Linked DNA regions of Sus scrofa: all the other regions are linked to region 1. The links are chromatin contacts, called in public Hi-C and HiChIP or PLAC-seq maps. All regions are on one chromosome and are shown on one strand. Each heading gives the region's core, a stretch centred on a gene start, on an enhancer-like site or on the middle of the called end of the contact. The rest is flanking DNA. Distances are from core to core; before and after follow the strand shown. Region 1 overlaps KCNQ5 (potassium voltage-gated channel subfamily KQT member 5). Region 2 holds the start of KCNQ5 (potassium voltage-gated channel subfamily KQT member 5). Region 3 overlaps KCNQ5 (potassium voltage-gated channel subfamily KQT member 5). Region 4 overlaps KCNQ5 (potassium voltage-gated channel subfamily KQT member 5). Region 5 overlaps KCNQ5 (potassium voltage-gated channel subfamily KQT member 5).

Region 1 (4,029 bases), core at 925-3,424:
GTCAAATCAGAGCTGCAGCTGCCGGCCTACACCACAGCCACAGCAACGTGGAATCTGAGCCGTGTCTGCGACCTACACCACAGCTCACGGCAACAATGGATTGTTTAACCCACAGAGTGAGGCCAGGGATCGAGCCTGCATCCTCATGGGTACTATTTGGGTTCTTTACTGCTGAGCCACGATGGGAACTCCTGTGTGCATCTTTAAAAAAACGCATAACAGTATCTTCATCACAGGCATAGCAGTAAGTAGCAAGAGGACAGACTGGCCTTCAAGAATAGGTCATCACTGGGAAAAATTACTTCAGGAGGACCGGATCCCTACCCTACAGGAAACATCCCATTCCCTGGGACTGAGGAGGGTGTGTGCGAGGTGAGAGAAGGGGTTTCACATCCAGGCTGGGAGGCTGACAGAGCTGAAGCCACCACAGGGAGCCCTGTGGGATACCCAGACGTTAGCTGCCCAAAAGAGGTTTCTATCAACGCGCTTTGCTACGATTCCCAGGGCAGAATTCACGGGAGTTTTTATGCTGCTCTTCAAAGAGAGGCATAAAGCTGCTTTCTCTAGCTGAACTCTACTGAGGGGTGCTTATGACATGGTCCCCTCATCCCTCATAAAACTGGGGACTCTGGGGAGGTTACAGGAAGGCAGATTTTGCAAGGCTTGGATCAGTGGCTTATCTACTTGAAAATCCAATACAGCCAACCAGAACACGATGAGGCAGGTCCATATAATTAAGAGGCATAAAATTCAGGGTCCTTGGATTATTATGAGGTTAATGGAAAACTTCTTCAGCAGGTAGGACTGTCACAAAAAGTGCAGAAGGAAAGGCAGTGAAGCTATAATATGCACACTGACTGTAAGTGGAACTGGAACATCCCAAGAGATTACAAGGCCGTTTTCTCCCGGCTGAACACTGAACCCTTTCCTCCGTCCTGCTACCCAGAAAGACCTTGAGTCTCTTCATCTTGTTTAGGAACAGGCTGGGCAGAAGATGGGCGTCACTGATCCAAATGCCTCTTAGGGAATTTCATTATATCCTATAACTTAATTATTCAAGACATAAATTAAGCTCCTCTCAGTTTTTAAAAATATTTTTTTTTTTTTTTGTAAGCTGGGTCAGAGCAAACTAATAGGACATATGTCTTTGCTGATGTACTGAAGCAAGGGCTGAGTCAGAGAACGTCTTATTTCAAAGCCACAAAAATGGGGAAAAATGCTATCTTTCTGTTTTTAAGTATCTGGAGATATCGATATCGTTTCCAGTGAGGCTAACAACATGTTAAATGTCTTTCTCGTGATTCCTAGAGGCTTAAAACCCTCTGTGAACTCTGAGGCACCTGGGTGGGGCTACGCTTTCAGCCAAGGCTGGCTCTGTGCTCTCCGACCACACTGCTGGCCCTCTGCCCTGGCATTTTGGGAAATGTGGGTCATGGGAACATAAGCTTATGTGAGCACTGATCTGCAAAAGCCGTCATGAAGGGCAGTGTGCCAATGGGGTGAGGTGCTCCCCAAAGCCCAGCTCCCTGTGGGCAAGCCTCCCACGACCAGTGGGACTGCCCAGTGCACGCACAGTCTGTGCTTGGAGGAGAAGAAGTTTAAAATACAGTCTGAGCAGGACCTGACAGAACATTGTAAATCAACTATACTTTAATAAAAATAATAATAAAATACAATCCTTTGACTCCCCCAACTGGCTCTGTCTTCTATTAATTAGCAGTGTTCAGGATCTACTTTCAAATCTTGAGCTTTGTTTCTCTTGATTTTGGAAACCCTATTCCATAGTTTTTGGAAAGAACTACTTGGACCTTACATGATAAAGAGAACATTCTGGAAACTTCTGCTATGTCCAAAGACTGTTTTTCTTTTTCCACTACAAATTTGGCTGTCAAGATGCAAGTGCTTAGGAAAAAAGGACAGGTAGTTTCTAGTTCATGTTCTTGGTCACCTGCTCTTATAGATTAGATTTCTTTTTACATTTCTTGACAAAATGATTAGAATGGTTTTCAACCTTAGCTGGCCGTTAGAATCACCTGGGGAGCATTTAAAAAAATCTCAATACCCAGGACAAGCTGGAAGGTAGGCCTCAGAGTTTTCCCAGAGGAAGCTTCCCCTAGGAATTCATATGCAGCCAAGGACCATTGACTGTAAGTGGAAAATGGTGCCTCTGTTTCTCCCAGCCAGAACCGAGGTATGTGTGTGACTCATCTGCCATAGGACTTAAACTAATTCCCCCCGTTTCCCTTCATACCACAAGTATATTTTGCACAATCTGAGACACTTGTAGGTGCTTCCCAGGACGACAGGAAATACATCATAAAAGGCAGAAAAAGAAATTCCTTACAAACTAGTGCCTTGGGAACAAGGTTTCATCACCTTTTTTGCTCAACCTTGGGGCCTCAGGTTTCTGAATTCCAGCCACTGTTTTCTATCCCTCAGCCACCTGACACCCTGCTCTTCAGGCTGTGACTCTGTTCTCTTTGAACTGTTTTTCCATCCAAGAAGCTTGCATGTTCAGAGACCAAAATAAATCAAATTGTCAAAACTGAGCAGAAAACATTTGTTTTGTCTGCGGAGGAATGGTAATGTCCTGCCGTTTGGGTCATTAGGAGGAATTATAAAGGAAACAGCTGACAGTTTTGGTCACAAAGACAGAAAAATGTTACTACCTGATATAGCTAAATTACAATGTAAAAGAAAATACCTGATTAGGAAAAAATAGAAACATAAGGAAAAGCTTAATATTTATAAAATATAAAAAGCTTATTTGAACGGATCACAATTCAAAATATAAATGTAAAAATAAATCAGTCAGGGAAGACCACCAGTAGCAAAAAAAAGAAAAAAATGATAGAAAACTTTTCAACCTAACTAGAAATTAAAAAAAAATTAAAATAATTTGAAAGTATGGACTTACATCTATTTAATAGCAAAAGAATAATAATTAATACTAACCAAACTGCGGTGAATCTGGTACACTGTGACCTTTGCTAGTGACAATCTAAGTCAGAACAAAGGTTTTTTTTTTTTTTGCTTTTTGGGACCACACCCAAGGCATATGGAGGTTCCCAGGCTAGGGGTCGAATCAAAGCTACAGCTGCTGGCCTACACCACAGCCACAGCAAAGCAGGATCTGAGCCGCATCTGTGACCTACACCACAGCTCATGGCAACACCAGATCCTTAACCCACTGAGAAAGGCCAGGGATCGAACCTGCAACCTCGTGGTTCCTAGTTGGGTTTGTTTCCACTGCGTCACAACAGGAACTCCAGAATGAAGTTTTATGGTAAGAAAAAAAATTAAAAAAATTAAAAATCAGCAATCTTTTACTTTTATACTAGGGGAGTTATCTTTGGAAAATAATTTCAAAAAGAAAACAAAGATAGTTTTGGTTTTTTTTTTTTAATTTATTTTTGTCTTTTTTTTTTTTTTTTTTTTTTTGTTATTTCTTTGGGCCGCTCCTGTGGCATATGGAGGTTCCCAGGCTAGGGGTCGAATCGGAGCTGTAGCCACTGGCCTACACCAGAGCCATAGCAACTCGGGATCCGAGCCGTGTCTGCAACCTACACCACAGCTCACGGCAACGCCGGATCGTTAACCCACTGAGCAAGGGCAGGGACCGAACCCTCAACCTCATGGTTCCTAGTCGGATTCGTTAACCACTGCGCCACGACAGGAACTCCCAAAGATAGTTTAATGCAATAATGTTTATTGCATTATTGCCTATTGTAGAGAGAAGAGAGTTATATAAGTTTTCAATGTCCCAAAGTAGGAAACTCTAAATTATAGTATTTGATCATGATGGTGTACTGCATAGCTGTGAAAAAATTATGAATAGTATATAAGAGTATGAAAGTATTTTTAAGTGTTCAGTAAAATTAAAATAGGCTAATTAACCATGTACAATGATGTACATAAAAAGAAAACTAGGAGTTCCCGTTGTGGCTCAGTGGTAATGAATCTGACTAGTATCCATGAGGATGTGGGTTTGATCCCTGGCTTTGCTCAGTGGGTTAAGGATCTGGCATT
Region 2 (4,029 bases), core at 794-3,293, 470 kb after region 1:
TTCAATGTGAATTTGACATGCAGTATACCTTTTGATGTAATAATGATGTTACACAAGTTCTCCTGTGTGTACACTGTAAGATGGAAAGTTGGCTGGAATATTCCACCTAATGCTACATGTTCACATCAATCTGGGACTGTAAAATTTTCCAGACACCAGAGCCCCGGATTGTAGACTCCACCAATTTCCTGACTTCTACATGGTCAAATTCCAGGTTCACCTATTTACAAAACCAGCCTCTTCGTCCATGTTATTTCAAAAGACGTTTTGAAATTGATGCCAGTTCTCCATCCCAGGTGAGAGGTATGTTTGGATGACATGCCTTGTTTCTAAAAGAAACCTAATGCATGTGTTCAAAACCTATTTTACTAGAAAACAAGGAACTTATCATTGAGTGCCTACTGGCCTTCTATGGCTGATGTCTTTATATTTCACTGAAACACAAAGAAGCAGAAAAAGGGAACTAAAAAGAGAGGAGAAAAAAAAAAGAGGAAAATTTTAAAAGTTAGAAGGTAAGGGCATAAAAAACTACCTTAAAATGTCCAGATAAACCTAATTCCTAAGAGGAGACTGAATGAATGGACTTTGTGGGGAAAACAGTAGTAAACTTTAAAGCCACTGAAAGGTTTTAAATGCCTAAGGGAAAAATAAACATTTGCTTCCAATCATTTTCTCATTAAGCATTCTCTGCTACATGGCGAGGGCTTACTTAACACACCCACCCTTTGACTCAGAGCCACCTATGCCTGCTTAACCCCGCTGCCTGATCTGCGTCCCAGGCGGCCGGCGCGTCCGAGCCTTTGCCCTCGCACCTGGCCCGCGCCCCTGTGCGCCAGTCTTCCCGCTCCTCGGAGCATCCTCTCGCGTTGCCCTGCTCGCCTCTTCTAGACCCTGGCTACCTCTGTAGCAGGAAGGACCACAGGAACCTACAGATTTTCCGTTAGCGGTGGTTGAGGTGGCGGTGAGGCGTGCTTCCGGGCGCACTTGAAACCTAGCTTCTCCCCCTACTAAGTAGCAGTTTCTCCGGCTCCGCCCTGGGGACCGAGGACTCAGGCCTCAGTCTCTCCTCTCCCCACCCCGTCTACCCCGCCATCACCTCCTAACCTCTCCGACACCCACTCCCCAGTCCTAAGCCGGCGCACGGGCCTCCTTCTGCCTTTCCCAGCTCCCGGGCGCCCTCCTCGGTTGGAAAGGACGTATCTCGGGACCTAATCACTCCCAATTATCCGCGCAACCTGAGTCTCACGCCTGCCGGGCTGCCCCCTGGGGTGCCTAGAGCGTCGGGGCAGCAGACTGAGTGCGCTGGGGGTAAGTCTCGGTCCACAAAGGCAGGAGAGGTGGGGCTGAGGGAGGTGGAAGGCTCTAGGAGGAAGACCATAAACACGTGCAAAGAAATAAAAGCCACCACGTGCGCGCGCGAGTGTGTACGCGCGTGCGAGTGTGCACGCGCGCGCCCGGCCAGGGCGTCGGCGCCGAGCGTCCCGGGGGACCAGGCGGAAAGGGTCCCCGCCGCGGCAGTGGCGGGGGGCACGTGGGGGGCGCGGGTACTCACACGAACGCGTGGTAGACGAACGCCCAGCCGCGGGGTCTCTCCAACACGTTGTACAGGTAGTTCTGCACCCGCCGGTACTTGACGTTGCGCCGGCAGCTCTGGCCGCTGCTGTAGGAGAGCGGCTTCCCCAGCAGGCTCATCCGGGCGCCCTGCTTGCCCCGCCGGCTCTCCCTCAGGCCGCCGCCGCCGCCGAGCGCGGCCGCGCGGGTGCCCAGCAGCAGCAGCCCGTCGCCCCTGGCGGCCGCCGAGTTCAGCAGCGCCCGGGCCCGGCCCGACTCCACATCCTTCATGCCGCCGCCCGGGCGCCCCCCGCCCGCCGCCGCCGCGCCGCTCCTCACCCAGAGCCCGGCGGCGCCGCCCTCCTCTCCGCCCGCGTGGTGGCGGGGCATGGCATCACCGCGGGCACCGTGAGGGGGGCGCCAGCGCCGGCGGCGGGGGCCGCGGCCTCATGCGCGCCGAAGGCTTTCGAGGAGGCAGCCGCGGCCGACGGGGCGCCCGGCAGCCCGCGACTTGCGAGCCGGGGGCGGGGAAGCGGCCGCCGGCGCGGCGGAGGGGGCGCGCGGAGGAGGCGAGGAGTCTCAGCTTCTGGCAGCCTGTAGCGCCGAATGCGAAATCGGGACCTGTTGGGGCGTCACTCTGAGAGGGTGTCTCCGGCTCCCTCCGTTCGCGCGGCGGGCGCGTTCTCCTCGCCAAGTGCCCCCAGGGCTGCGCGGGCAGCTCCCCGCGCGCACGCCCGGCCCCGGCCCCGGCTCTCTCCTAGTCCTCCGCTCCACACGCTGGAGGGGACTGGGCTCCGAAGCCCCTCTCCCAGGAGGCGGAGTTTGGTGTTTTCTCCCCGGGGCTTTGGAGCGGTCCAGAAGGTGAAGCCCCTCGTGTGCCCTGCGGCGAAGCAGGAGCTGCCTGGCGCTGTTTATTCCCGCCGCTACGCCACCGCACCCACAGGTCCTGCCGTCCTTCCGCGAGGGGTGTGAGCGGGAGCAGTCCTGCCCTGCCCCTCGGCTTCCTGCCAGTCCCCGCGCGCGCGCGAGTCCCCGCGTTCAGAGTGCAGACCCCCTAGGATACAACTGCCGAGCCGGCGAGGCGGGCACCGGGCATCTCCTCGCAGCTCACTCCGGCTTGCGGGTTGGGACTTTCCATCCCAGCCTCAGACGGCAGTCCGCGAGTCGCTGGACATCCTTCTCCGCCGGGGGTGGAGTGTGGGGAGGGCGTAGAAACTCCAGAGTGGCTCCTCCGAGGTTGACGAGTGGCCCTGGGGCTGCGCCTGACAGCCTCGCGAAGCAAGGAGATGACAAACCGGGTTCCCTCCGTTAAGAAATTTTCATTTAAACCCGAGCAAGTTATTAAACGGTGAAGTCTCGGCAGTGGCGGCCGCAGCCGCGGTGTTTGGGAGAGAAATCGTGGAGGATGGAGAGCCCAGGACGCTGGCTGCGCAGGGTCCCCACTTCACCCCTATCAGCAGTTACTTCCGCGGTGAAAGCCCTGTGGCGAGGAATGGCTGACTGGGTCTCCCACCACCTCTAACACTAGGGCGGGCCCCTCAAAGCCCCAAGCCTCTGGGGAGGACGCAGGCCACGGTGCCCCTAGCTGCGGCCTCTGGCCTTCAGTAAGACTGTGTTAAAAACCATAAGCCGCTAAACATCCCAGTTAGCGTGGGAAAACTGAAAGGAAGCCAGACGTGAGAACTTATTCCGACAAAGTGGAAACCACCCCCTCACCCAATATTAAAGTAAAGATCACCAAGTTAAACAGAGGGAAGTACTAAGGTTCCACCACAAAGCCAGAGCAGATGGTTCCAAGGTACTGAGTCCATGAGCCTTTTCCTTCCAGAAGCTTAAAACCGAGGCAAAAGTCTTATTTCAGCTGACTCCACCCCTCAGAGAGAGATGCTCTCCCAAGTCCCTTGTGTCCTCACACCCGCGGTCGCTGCAGCTTCTTTCTGCCTCTGGCAGTAGCTGCACTTAAACGCTCTGCCCTGACTTTTTATTGTTAGTGCTCTGATTCTAACAGCCCTCTTGCCGGTTCCAGGCCACCAGCGTGTCCCGCTTCCATCTCTACGTTTCCCCTAGCCTCTTGGCGGCGGGCGCTAGTTCCGAGCCGCTCCAAGCAGCCGGCAGCGGCGCCACGTGACGGCCTAGCGCCAGAACCTAAAGTCTCCCTGTCCCGTTATTCACTCCGCACCCACGCGCAGCGGAGGTAGGTGCGAGAAATGCTGCCCAGTGCCCTGCCTTTCCAGGCAGACGCAGAGAGCGCCCTGGAGCTAGCGCTCTGGTCCCAGAGCCGTGCAGGGCCAGGGGCCAGGGCGGGGGGAATTTGATCAAGCTATATTTAGCTTCCTCGCGGAGTTTCTGTGCAGGGACTTTCAGGGTGAAAGATCTAGAGGATTAAGATGACTCGTGTGCACGCTTTAAACGTGAAAAGCTTGGCTTTTCTGCAGGCGAGAAAATGAAGACCTTTTCCTCTTAACCAAGTGGTTTTCC
Region 3 (4,029 bases), core at 392-2,891, 330 kb after region 1:
GCCAGAGTTTGCTGTCCAGGGCTTAAGTCAGTTGCAGAGAATTAGATCTGTCTGAGAATAATGAATGCGATGCTCCTTGGCTCCCTGTTCTGTTTGCTGCCTCATGTTAATTTGCTCTCCTTTTATTTCTATTTAATTAAAATTTGATGTTCCTCAAATAACCCACAATCTATAAGTCCATATTGATAAGGATAGATGATTGAATAAATTAATAGATGGGAGAGAAGAGACAGATCTCCCTTGTGGAAGAACTCAAATGTTTATCTACATGCTCCCAAGGGGGTGGGCCAGGCCCCCCACCCCATAAAGGTAGGCTGAGCATAGTGGCTTCCTTACAAAGAGGACAGTATGGAAAAAAGAGGAAAAAACTGATGATCACCACCCTAGATAGCGTATCAAGGTCAATGTCTTCACTGATAAGTCATATTGATAGTCTGTACCCTTAATGTGATTATACTTTTTTCATGCAGTCTTCCTCCAAAAACCTTTAACTCCACTCTATGAAAAAACATCACACAAGCCCAAATTGAGGGACATTCTACAAAACAGCTGACCAGTACTTCTCAAAACTCTCAAAGTCATCAAAAACAAGGGAAGTCTGAGCAACTGTCAGAGCCTGGTCCATGCATTCCACTCATCCTTGAGACCTGCTCTTGTCACTATGCCCTGCAGCTCTGACCTCCTGGCCAGGCCAAACCTGCATCCTGCAGTCTTTTCATCCCCATGCCTTTCCAGGAAGGTTGCCCACTCCTCCATCTGCTTCTTCTCTAGATGCTCAAGAACATCTTTCAGTGCATCACATTCCTCACCTTTCTTTGATATAATTCCTCTCCCATCTTCCACTCTACAGACCAAGAGTCCCTTGAAGGCTGAGAAGATTTCAGGTTTATTTATATACATCTGAATGCCTAAAGTAGTGTTTGGCACATTTATTGGCACAAACAAGGAAAGTCTGTGGAAGAATAAATGAATGAAGTAATTTTTTCTGTATCTGTACATTTATTTTAAAATAGTTTTTAGTGTGATTAAGAACTCTTAACCTGAGATCTACTCTCTATATCACATTTGGGTAAACTTCAGGCACAGAGTTCCATCAGGGCTTAATGTTACTAATATATGACTGTAAACACAAAGGAGCCCTAAAGTATCTGTTTTCAATTTATTCTACATAGAAGTACTGAATGGATCTTGATAATGGACAAGGAATTGTAATATATAAGACCACATGCAATATAGCACCTAAAAGTGTGAAAAATGGAATAGACCCACATATATGAATTTGGTTCCTTTCTACTTGGAATAATTATTGATTTCAAACTGAAATGTTCTTGATTTCAACATAATTTCAGGTCATCTCACTGTTTTTAAAAACAAAACTAATTTTCTTTGCACATTATAATTAGTTTATTCCTTTCAAAAATTGCAATAGTTTCATCATATCTCATTCCTTTCAAACCTCTGAAGTAAATCTATTTGTCATTCTTCTTCCTCAGACATCAAGTCATCATAGAAACTTCTCGAAAGCATCTGCTGATGCTTTATGTCTTTGGTACAAAAGCAGAAGAGTAGGTGATAAGCCTCCCCTGTCCTCTGTGGCAATTCCTTCCAGTCACTAGTGAGCTAGATCCACCCATCCTGCCTCTTTCCTCTCTTCCTGTTACATTTATTTTTGGACTATTGCTAATAGTGTGATTTCACCTGGTATTAACTACCAACATTTTCTGGAATTTATTTCCTCTGAAAAAAATTTTTCAATCAAACCAGACATTAAAATCTTTTTTTTTGGGGGGGGGGGTCTTTTTAGGGCCATACCTGCAGCATATGGAGGTTCCAGGCTAGCCAGGGAATTGGAACTGTAGCTGCCAGCCTACACCACAGCCACAGCAGTGCAGGATCCAAGAGCATCTGTAACCTACCACGTCTCACAGCAATGCCAGATCCTTAACCCACCGAGCAAGGCCAGGGATCAAATCCAGGTCCTCAGGGATACTAGTCGGGTTCGTTAACCACTGAATCATGATAAGAACTCCTAAAATCTATTTTTAAAACCATATACTCAATTTAACCTTCCTCAACCTGTGGCTTGAGATGGTATTGAGATGGCTTCCATGCTGCTGGGTCTGTTTACAATTTATAGAATAGTTTCTTTTATTGAATGTGGTTTTAAAACTTGATCTCCTCTGGGCAAGCCCTCTCCAGCAGGGTGTGATAGAAGGGATCACCTCTCAGTGCAATGCCTAAAAATAGGTCTGCTGACTTCCCACTTCAATCCAGGTAACAGCTGTTGAATCCTTTGCATTTCTGAAGTCTGTTGAGTTTTTTCCTTCTAGCTCCCTATCTTGAAACTAACCAAGAGAAAATTTCATCATTTGGCTTCTGGTCTTTTCTACACATGTTTTCAGACAAAGCTTTAAAGAAGTTTTTGAAGGTATAGAACTGCATTTTAGTGGGTTTTTTTCCCCCTTGCATATGTCATTGTAGGCAGTTTGCAATTACCACAACACATACATAATAGAGTTCTGTGCATTTCTGCCAGGCACTCTTAGTACATGATCAGTACAAGGGTCTCAACTCAGCCAAAAATGGAGTCTTCTAGAGAGCTTTAAAAAATTGGTGGTTAGAAGTTCCCATCATGGCGCAGTGGTTACCGAATCCGACTAGGAACCATGAGGTTGTAGGTTCGATCCCTGGCCTTGCTCAGTGGGTTAAGAATCCAGTGTAGGTTGCAGACGTGGCTCGGATCCTGCGTTGCTGTGTCTCTGGCATAGGCCGGTGGCCACATCTCTGATTGGATTCCTAGCCTGGGAATCTCCATATGCCGCGGGAGCAGCCCTAGAAAAGGCAAAAAGACCAAAAAAAAAAAAAATTGGTGGTTAAAACACACAGATACAGAGAACAAACCAGTGGTTACCAGTGGGGAGGGCAGGTACAAACTATTAGGTGTAAGATAGGCTCAAGGATGTTATTGTACAGCATGGAGAATATAGTCAATATTTTTAACAACTGTAAATGAAAAGTAATCTTTAAAAATTATGTAAATTTTTTTTTAACATCAGGGCTTTGATCTCCTTCCAGAGATTCTGATTTAATTGGTCTTCAGTGAAGCTTAGGCATTCGTATTGCCTTTAAAAAGCCTCCCCAGATGATTGTAAGGATTAAAAAATAGGTTTTTTTTTACATTTTGTGGTATGCCTATGAATTTGCATTTGATCATACTTATATTTATTCCAGAAATTTATAATTCTTGATATTTTATAATTCTATCAAACAACCCAAAACACAACTGTTACCTTAAAGGCTGTATTTTTATTATGTACATAGCATTAAACATTACATCATTAGTTTTACTCCCATCTTACTTTGCAAAATTCCCAAATCACTTGTGAAAAGATGAGCAAAACAGAGAATATATGCATTTGTTTTTTGTTCACATGTTGGGACGTCACAGTATTTTTTACTTTAAAATCATTCTCCTCTCTGCTCTTCTACTGGTAGGTAGTTCATCCTCTTCTGATCACTACCTGAATAGAAACAGGAAAAGTATTGGGGAAAGAGGAGAATTTGGGGAGTTCCTAGCTAGGGCCAAGGGCAAGGAGACCTGCTATTTGGGAAGTGACCCTTCTCCACATGGTGAAATGCTTTCGTCTCCTCCAACGCACAAAGAATTGTTGGCTGAAGCCCAATACACAGCTCCAGCAGTGAAGCAGACGCTGAAATGTTTATAAATGTAAGCCTCGTGGGATGCCCCCAGACTGGGACATGATGAAAGGGAATGAAAAATTGGGTTTCACAACTGAAATAAATTTCACACTTACACATGCTTGCATGTGCACACACAGACATACAGACACACACACACACACACACACACACACACACACACACACACACACACTGTTTTAAAAACAAGGCAGCTACAAAGAAGCCCACAGATGTCATTTATCAGACTGTGACACAGTAACTGGGGTCACTCTTTTGTACCCACTCTCCCTGTCTTCCTTCCAATCTTGCTGGATATAGGGCTCTAGC
Region 4 (4,029 bases), core at 1,047-3,546, 310 kb after region 1:
TAACCCACTGAGCAAGGACAGGGATTGAACCCGCAACCTCATCGTTCCTAGTCGGATTTGTTAACTACTGAGCCAGGACGGGAACTCCATGGATACTTTAAATAAACTTTCATGGTTGGCAAAAATCAGCTTGATACCTTCTCCACCATTTTACAATTCCCACTTGGGATGAAAACACCTCTGGAAGGAAGAGGGGCTGCCAGTGCAGCAGGGCAGGCTCTGCAGACATGATTACAGGGCTGGAGAAACTTCTGCATTACTCACTACATGTCCTTGAGCCTTATTCCTTCTAATGACACTGTTATGGTCTGTGGCATCAGATCCAGGGTGCTTCAGGAGTGCCCAAGATCAGATCCCTGACCTTGGCCAGCTCTAATGAACTGAGTAACCAGACACATGAGTCCTTTTGGCTCCCTGGCATCCTGGGTTGCTTTGAAATATGACACCTGCTCGCATTACTGTCCCAGTTAGGAGAACTTGTCCATTTGGGGTTTCACTCCAGATTCCTTTTAACGGTGTACGTTTTCTGAAATGAACACATACATTTATGGAACGATTTTTTTCTGCTAACAATTAGGGCATACGAATTGTGCTTATCTCCAATAAAGAGGAGAAACAGTGACCAGAGGAATCAAGAGTATAAAGAAGAAAAAATCAGAATTACTTTTCAATAAACATCTCAGACTGAGTAACAAATTACTGTAACAATAATACTTTAGAAATAATAACATAGCTGGGAAGTAGAAAAGATGGGATTTGTTTTTTTAGTTTTATGTGAACTTTTGGTAATAATCCCTGTAATCCACTTAGGTGCCATCCCTAAAATATCTTTGGGAAATACACTGAGTGCTTTTAATAAAATTCTGATTCATATTTTACATTACTCCTCTCAAGCATTTTGCACTGCTCTAAGAGGACCGGCTCTCGCAATTAGCAAGACCCAATTTAAAGATGAGCGAATTCTCAAAAATTACTTAAATTGATGGTTTTCAACTACATAATTTACAAAGTCTCTTTCAGTTCTAAAATTCCGTCATTCCCTAACTATGCCTTCTTACATCTCAAAAGGAAGATGAACAAAATTAGGATTAACTGTCTGTAAGTAAAACAGATTTTCTCGATATCTGGCTCTTCCTCCCAGGCTGGTTCACCTGCACTTAGAGGATCACAAGCTCACCTCCTCCAGTTTCAGTACCTTTGGTTCAAGTTCTTCAAGAGCTGACATTCCTCCCTTTACGAAGGCACAACCTTGGCCTGGAGGTCACCATCATGATCCATCCCAGCCCTCAGCATTGTTTCATGGGCACATTACCTGAATTCGTTCAATAGGACACACCCTTTTCTTTCAAAGTTTTTGGGAAAAGGGACTTACACTCTGCTTGGATAAGGAAAATTTCGGCATGATGATTCTGTCAACCAACATGTTGGAAGAGGCTACTTTGGAGTAAAGTCAATTCAGAGGAAGCACAGCAGAGTCCAGAAGTGGATAGGGAGACCCACAGACACCAACCTAATAACACTGGAGTCCTTGTACCCAGCTATGCCTGAAGCAAGGACTTCAGTTAAGTGAGCTAGCACATTCTCTTTTTTGCTTAAACCAGTTTGATTTGGGTTCTACAACTTGCAACCCGAGGAAACCTAAGAAAGAGGGCATAATAAAGATCCATGCTAGGCAGCTCCAATGTCATTATACTGGCTGCCACACGCCTTCTTTTCAGTATAGGTATCCTCTCTCTGGAGTCCCCCCTTCCTACGTTGTTTACTCCTTCTTAAGGCAACGCTCTGGTCAGTGAAAAATAAGATGTACAGACACACTCTCCTCATGAAGCACTCACCTCTAGCCTTACCTTTGCATTTTAAAAAGAAAGCAACTTGTCATCTACTTAAAATGTCTAAGCGGACAACTCTGAAATGTTACATACTAAAATAATGTTCAATGCCCCCGATGCCTAGGAAGTCTTTAGATATTGCAAAAGTCCTCTTTTCTCAGTCTTTAAAAGAAAAGACCAACAAAGAAGGATGAGTACTGAGTCTGATAAGGTTTAATTTCTATGCAGTAGTTTTAAAAAATAATTCGGTGTCAGATTTGTGACGGCCGTATCTCTCAGTCTCAGCCTCTTTCTCTTTTTAACTTTGATTCCCTTTAGAAATTTAAATTTTCTTGTACTTTCTAAATGCCTGGGATTTGGCACAGTGGAGATATGAGTCTTGAAACAACTCCACAGCTAAAAGTGGATATAAACATATGTGTAGCATTTCAGTGTTCATTTATCACTAGTGGATGTGTCCCAGAAGCTATAAATAGGGGGCAGGGCACTGGGCCTGCACTGACATTCACATGCTTATAAATGCTTGCACGCATCTACGAAGATCTTTTTCAAATTTCACGATAATACTTCTTTGTGAAAATTTCATTTGCTGCCATAAATCAGGCTCTGAGACTGTCACTTATTTAATAGAACTTTTAAATAATTTTCACATCCCAGCAATGTCAAGAATATTCATCTCCTCATTTCCTCTCATTGCCTGCTCTCCAGTCATCAAGCAGACAGCTTCGGAGTGTGGCACTCCAGGCCAAGAGAGTCAAAGCACACATGGCATTTCTCAGCACTGTGCACAAAAAATGAGATCGTGCATCTGAGGGGCTGGGCACGGGGCCTGACACAGTAGGAGCTGAAATCAAGGCCAACTCTCCCTGCTGCTTCTCCTGCCTTTCCTTTCTCTGCACGAAGTACTCACAGACAGCACCTCCCTTCTCTGTAAGGAGTGATATGTTTTAGAAGAATTGATCTTAACTTTATCTCATCGAACTCTCCTTTAAGAACATGGTTATTTTATACTGCCCTGCTAACACCCTGCAATGAAATTCATAAATAAAAGAACTTGCCTAGGAATCCCCTGGTGGTACAGAGGGTTAAGGATTTGGCTTTGTTGCTACAGTGGCTCAGGTTGCTTCTGTGGTGTGGGCTCCATCCCTGGCCCGGGAACTTCCACATGCCACAGATGCAGACAAAAATTTAAATTTGAAAAAAAAATTGCCTAAACACAGAATTCCCACCCCAAACCCATAATATAAAGGAAACACATAAGGAAAGTAATTCATAATAAGAATATATTTCCATAGGTAAATGTTTGGGCAGGATACACTTGATTAGAAGGTATCATTACATTGTTGGATGGTGGCACCTAGACACAGAATCCTCACGACGGCAACTGCTGTAAATGTATAATAATGCAATCATGTTTTATTGTCAACTCAAATGCCACAAGATGCCATATGCTCAAATGCCATAGATGGCTGTGTTGCCATCTATGGCATTTTTTTTTAAATGCTAACCTCCTCTTTGTAAAGCTCCAAATACAACTCACTACAGTCATGTCTTGATTTACACTGTAGTTGAATTCCTGCAAAATTTAGTGTTAAGACTGTGCAAAATTACTTTGTTTTTATTTGCAGAATGGAGGTAGGCTTACATTCAGATGAGCATAAATAAGTTTTTTACCTACCTAAAAATCCAGCAGGATTTCAAAGTGCAAATGCCCTATGCACTACAGACAGCATTTGTGACCTCTGCCCAGACACTGTGACAACCCGAAAGCATCTCACCCACTTAAAGAACTCTTTCTCTAGGAGCTCCCTTGTGGTTCACCAGGTTAAGGATCTGACATTGTCACTGCAGTGGCTTGGGTCACTGCTGTGATGTGGGTTTGATCCCTGGCCCAGGAACTTCCAAATGCCATTGGTTTGGCCAAGATGAAAAAGAAAAAAAGAAAAATCTCTCTCTGGGGTGGGGAGATTCTATGTCCATTGAGACTTTTTAGAGTGACATGTTTTATTTCAGACCACATCTTTAGTTATAATAAAATATTTGCAACCCATAATAAAGTATTCTGGCATTGCTGTCCATTGCAATGAAGACATCACCAGTGTTCCTATGCATCCCTAAATATGTATGGATAGTCTGCAGGTTTTGAATTTGCTGAAATGGCCTTGAAATAGAGACATTAATTACATGCTTAGTTGGAGAC
Region 5 (4,029 bases), core at 533-3,032, 270 kb after region 1:
GCAAGAATTGAGGTGTGTGTGGGGGGTGCCATTGCATTAGGAGATGGACTAGAGGCTGAGGGCACCCAACGGTCTCAGAAAACAAAGTTTCTTCTAAGTTTTGCCTGAGACCAATTCCCTATTCCTACTAAAATCCTTCACTCTCCCACTTTTTGAGTAAATCATTGTGGACCACCCAGAAGTCTAACATCACCATCACCCCTAAAAGACTCAGTGGGAGAAAGGGATCTTTCTCAGGGACCTCAATCTTGTAACTTCCTGGGGGAAAAACATATCAGTAGCTGTCCTCCTGAACTCGCTACTCTGTCCCTTAATTTCTAGCACAGTGCACGCACGCCAAGGAAAGGCAGAGGTTTTCATACTTGGATTTTAAAAGAATGAGGCCATTTTGGTTTTCTGAATAGCTTACCCAAATGAACAGGGTCCCCATCAAAAATTCCAACTTAGTGGACTATATACCTTTAGAGCAATGCCTTTATCCCTCAAAATGATTTGGAAACTAATGGAAATAGCCTGCGACAGAGCCTTTTGAATCCTTTGACTCTTGGCACATTTGCACCCTTTGAGGATGGATTGGACTCTTTTCACAGCCAAATGGCATCCAAAGCCAACTTTGGTGAGGAGGGTGCATGATCATGCAGATAAGCCTCTTTGGTGAAAAAAATATCATGGGACTATAAACCCATTAAGCTATGTTGTGTACATCTGTGGCTTATAAACTAACTAAAGTCAATCCCCAAGGGTAGTTCCACACCTGTTTTGAGAATTGGAGATGCCATTAGTACAAGATGAGAGCATTCCAAGGGCCTATTTGGAAACTGCATACCTCTGAAACCAATGGGATATAGTATCTGTTGGAAAACAAGCTTCATTATTTTACTGTCATACAGAGTCTACTGTAGTTTGATGTCTTCCTCTTATGCTGTGGAGTGTCACTCATATATTAATTTGTTCTTTTAATAAAGATTTGTTTATCTACATAGTGTTGATGTTAAGAGTCTGAGCCAGACTGGCTGAGCCCAAACACAACTACAACCTTTTGTACTGTGTCCCCTTGGACATGGTTACCTAACCTCTCTGATCCTTAGTCTCCTCATCTCAGTAGGATGAGTGTAATATTAGCACTGTTGAGGGATTCAGTGAGTCAGTGCACGCAATGCCCGGTGCCTACAGGAAGTACCTCACAAATGTCAGTGGTCAACAAGGTTTTACTGAAAGCCCAGACTGTGCCACTTACTGTGCTGCTGAAAATCTTTGGGATTTAAGTGAATCATCATCATAATTGATCACTTCAATAAATTCCAATAAAAATAATAATGAAATCGTTGTAAAAATGATAATGAAATAAACAACATCACTTTCACCTAATCATTTATTTAAAATTGCACAGTTGTAAAGTCCTCTAAAAATACTCTGACTTATCTGGGTAATTGCACCAGTGACCAAACCATGACTTGTTATGATGATGGCAGTGGATGACAGTTATTTTAAACCCATATATGCTAATGGCCTTGAAAAATCCTCATTAAAAGGAAATTGATATTTTAATCTGAAAGCTCTTAGCACTGAAACTGTAAAAAGCACATTACCTTCTTGTAACAGTATTTGAAGTATGAGCTGTAGAGAAATATTCTGCATAAAACTCCATTACCATTCTTTAGGAAATGCCACACTTTTACAGAGACCAAATAGTTTGGGGAGCAAATAATAAGTGAGATGGTGTTCTCATAAGACCTCTCCCAGTGATGCGGATAGCTTAACTCCCACGGCCAGAATCCCCATCTGACTCATGGAAATTTGATGCTCTACTGTGGAGTTTAGTAGGACAAGACTCTGGAATCTTTCTCTTCCAGTCACAAAGGAATGATGTTTATAGCCACTCTTTTCACTTGTATGTGGTCATACATTTATTGTATACACTCCCCACATATAAACAGCGTGTCTGAATTTTTCATCCAGTGGGCAGTATTAGAAGTGCCCTTCTATTTAAGAGGATGTTGAAGAATAATAAAGCTTTTCCATAGGGCTTTCCAAACAATAGTTTTAGTTTAAGACAGATCCCACCAAAGGTATGATTTCCCAGTTATTTTGGCAGTCGCAATTACAGTTTCTTGGGCTTAAATGCTTAATTAGGAGCCTTTGGAAAGTTTCATGTCAAGCTAAAAATATTTCTAATGTACACTCTCTGCTTACTCAAAGCTGTGTGGAGCTGTAATTTACAAAGGAAACTTGTTTCCTTAATTGTTGTGTCAGTCAGCAAAAGCAGAGGGAGCAGCACAGCATAACCTGTTTATATTTAGCTGCCCCAGGGGCCACGAAATGTCACAACCTTCATGTAATTTAGGGAAAGGTTAGGGATGTTATTTCTACAGAACTGATTACTTTACAATTTGTATTTATTTATTTATTTATTCGTTATTTTTATTTACTTATTTTGGCCTCACCCCATGGCATGGGAAACTTCCTAGGCCAGTGATAGAACCTATGCCATAGCAGTAACAACACCAGATCCTTAACCCCCTGAGCCACCAGGAAACTCCAAACTTTGTTTTATTTATTTATTTATTTATTTATTTATTTATGTTTCTCTTAAAAATTTTTTTTTGTATTTTTATTACTTTTTTATTGTTATTTCCCCTATACAATTTTTTTTCTACTGTACAGCATGGTGACCCAGTTACACATACATGTATACATTCTTTTTTTCTCCCATTTTCATGCTCCATCATAAGTGACCTTCACAGGATTTTTACATAGGAACTTTTTTTTAAAAAAAAATTGAAATATAGTTGATTTACAATGTTGTGTTAGTTTCAGGTGTACAGCAAAGTGATTCAGTTACACATATGCATATATATATATATTTTTTTCAGATTCTTTTCTCTTGTAAGTTATTACAAAATACTGAGCATAGTTCCCTGGCTGGTCCTTATCATTAGAAGTTCACAATCAAAATAGTGTTTTTACAAAACTAATGGGAATTATGGTAGTTTTATAGAGTACTCCATGAATAATAGGTAACATAACCAGAAAAGGGGAATACAAAGAGGTGGGGGAGCCAGTTTGCAGCATGGGGCTGTGACAGAGGCAAGAAGGCTAGATTTAAGTTAGATTTTCTCAGCGATCCTATATTCAGCATTGTGATGCATTACTCAGAAGGTGATGGAAAAACTCTCTGTGTAGTTACTTGAGAGAGGGGCTGGTATCTCAACCATCTGGTTGCTTTAGGCAACTACTTCAGTGAAGAAGGCAAGGATCAGGGACAAAAGCAAACCATAGCCTTAGATTTTTGTGTAAAACGACACCCATAGGCTTTACCAGTATGCTTGCATCAAAGTAACTGCGTACTTGCCATCTTACACACATATCCCGTCAGGGCTGCTATAGATGGAGGGCTGTGAGCTGCCTATCCTCAAGGGAGCCATTTGAATCACAACCTTCATAAATGTACATGTTATTGCAATGACACTGCAATGTTGTTGCAATGTTTCTGGCAAATGGCAGGAAAATGTTTTGTTCCATAAAATCAATATAGGAATTCCCCCTTCTGGTGGGACCCACCAGTTAGGTTCTACCTGAATTTTTGCAAATAACTATAAATTCTGGTCAAAACACAAAAATGAATTATCTGAAGACTCTGAAGAGTCAACAAAAGTAGGATATTTTGAAGGGAATAAAGACTTGGAAGAAGCAATAATCATGGGTTAAGTTTCAGATTTTTGCAGTTCTTCCTCGAAGGTACCTGGAGTCATGTGCAGAAGGAGCCACTTAAGAGGAAGTGAGCAGACGTCTGAGGAGGGGAACTGCAAGTTTTCTGTCAATTTTGCCCAAGACACTTCCTCTACCCTGGAATACGCATGTGCAGGTCACACCTACAGCAACCCGGTCCACCAGCTACTGAAGGTGAGAGGGCTGGCAGTTTGCATCCCAGCAAGACAATCCTCTACTGACACAGAACCCTCAACACCCTTTGCAGGAACACAGTGGAACCCAGGGACTCCATAACATAACACTCACAATGTCCAGGAC

What was found. Hi-C and Micro-C count contacts between places; a contact is called where the count stands out from the background. HiChIP or PLAC-seq counts read pairs in DNA pulled down with a chosen protein or histone mark.
Region 2: a contact with region 1 is called in an H3K27ac HiChIP or PLAC-seq map of skeletal muscle. The contact joins the promoter of KCNQ5 here to the enhancer-like site in region 1. A contact is called at or near these places in 9 of 47 Hi-C or Micro-C datasets (adipocytes, alveolar macrophages, brain and 5 more) and 1 of 2 datasets of contacts at active chromatin or transcription factors (skeletal muscle).
Region 3: a contact with region 1 is called in a Hi-C map of skeletal muscle, with 4 times the contacts expected there. The contact joins two enhancer-like sites. A contact is called at or near these places in 1 of 47 Hi-C or Micro-C datasets (skeletal muscle) and 1 of 2 datasets of contacts at active chromatin or transcription factors (skeletal muscle).
Region 4: a Hi-C map of skeletal muscle shows a contact between it and region 1, with 6 times the contacts expected there. The contact joins two enhancer-like sites. A contact is called at or near these places in 2 of 47 Hi-C or Micro-C datasets (both in skeletal muscle) and 1 of 2 datasets of contacts at active chromatin or transcription factors (skeletal muscle).
Region 5: a contact with region 1 is called in an H3K27ac HiChIP or PLAC-seq map of skeletal muscle. The contact joins two enhancer-like sites. A contact is called at or near these places in 1 of 47 Hi-C or Micro-C datasets (embryonic fibroblasts) and 1 of 2 datasets of contacts at active chromatin or transcription factors (skeletal muscle).

The regions. Positions count from the first base shown.
Region 1 is chr1:52,902,481-52,906,509 of Sscrofa11.1, reverse strand. All of the region lies in intron 11 of KCNQ5 (potassium voltage-gated channel subfamily KQT member 5), which reads right to left. Among named protein-coding and RNA genes, the nearest start is that of DPPA5, 83 kb to the left of the region's middle. Within about 2 kb of position 2,174, at least 20 of the 83 cell types and tissues checked have an H3K27ac peak or open chromatin away from gene starts, as enhancers often do. A contact at or near this core is called in skeletal muscle, where this site is marked.
Region 2 is chr1:52,433,346-52,437,374 of Sscrofa11.1, reverse strand. It overlaps KCNQ5 (potassium voltage-gated channel subfamily KQT member 5), which reads right to left and starts at 2,043. Exons shown (of 15, transcript XM_021073129.1): 1 at 1,553-2,043. The coding sequence starts at 1,941.
Region 3 is chr1:52,572,488-52,576,516 of Sscrofa11.1, reverse strand. All of the region lies in intron 1 of KCNQ5 (potassium voltage-gated channel subfamily KQT member 5), which reads right to left. Among named protein-coding and RNA genes, the nearest start is that of KCNQ5, 140 kb to the right of the region's middle. Within about 2 kb of position 1,641, at least 1 of the 83 cell types and tissues checked has an H3K27ac peak or open chromatin away from gene starts, as enhancers often do. A contact at or near this core is called in skeletal muscle, where this site is marked.
Region 4 is chr1:52,592,773-52,596,801 of Sscrofa11.1, reverse strand. All of the region lies in intron 1 of KCNQ5 (potassium voltage-gated channel subfamily KQT member 5), which reads right to left. Among named protein-coding and RNA genes, the nearest start is that of KCNQ5, 160 kb to the right of the region's middle. Within about 2 kb of position 2,296, at least 5 of the 83 cell types and tissues checked have an H3K27ac peak or open chromatin away from gene starts, as enhancers often do. A contact at or near this core is called in skeletal muscle, where this site is marked.
Region 5 is chr1:52,633,839-52,637,867 of Sscrofa11.1, reverse strand. The region is part of intron 1 of KCNQ5 (potassium voltage-gated channel subfamily KQT member 5); the gene reads right to left. Among named protein-coding and RNA genes, the nearest start is that of KCNQ5, 200 kb to the right of the region's middle. Within about 2 kb of position 1,782, at least 3 of the 83 cell types and tissues checked have an H3K27ac peak or open chromatin away from gene starts, as enhancers often do. A contact at or near this core is called in skeletal muscle, where this site is marked.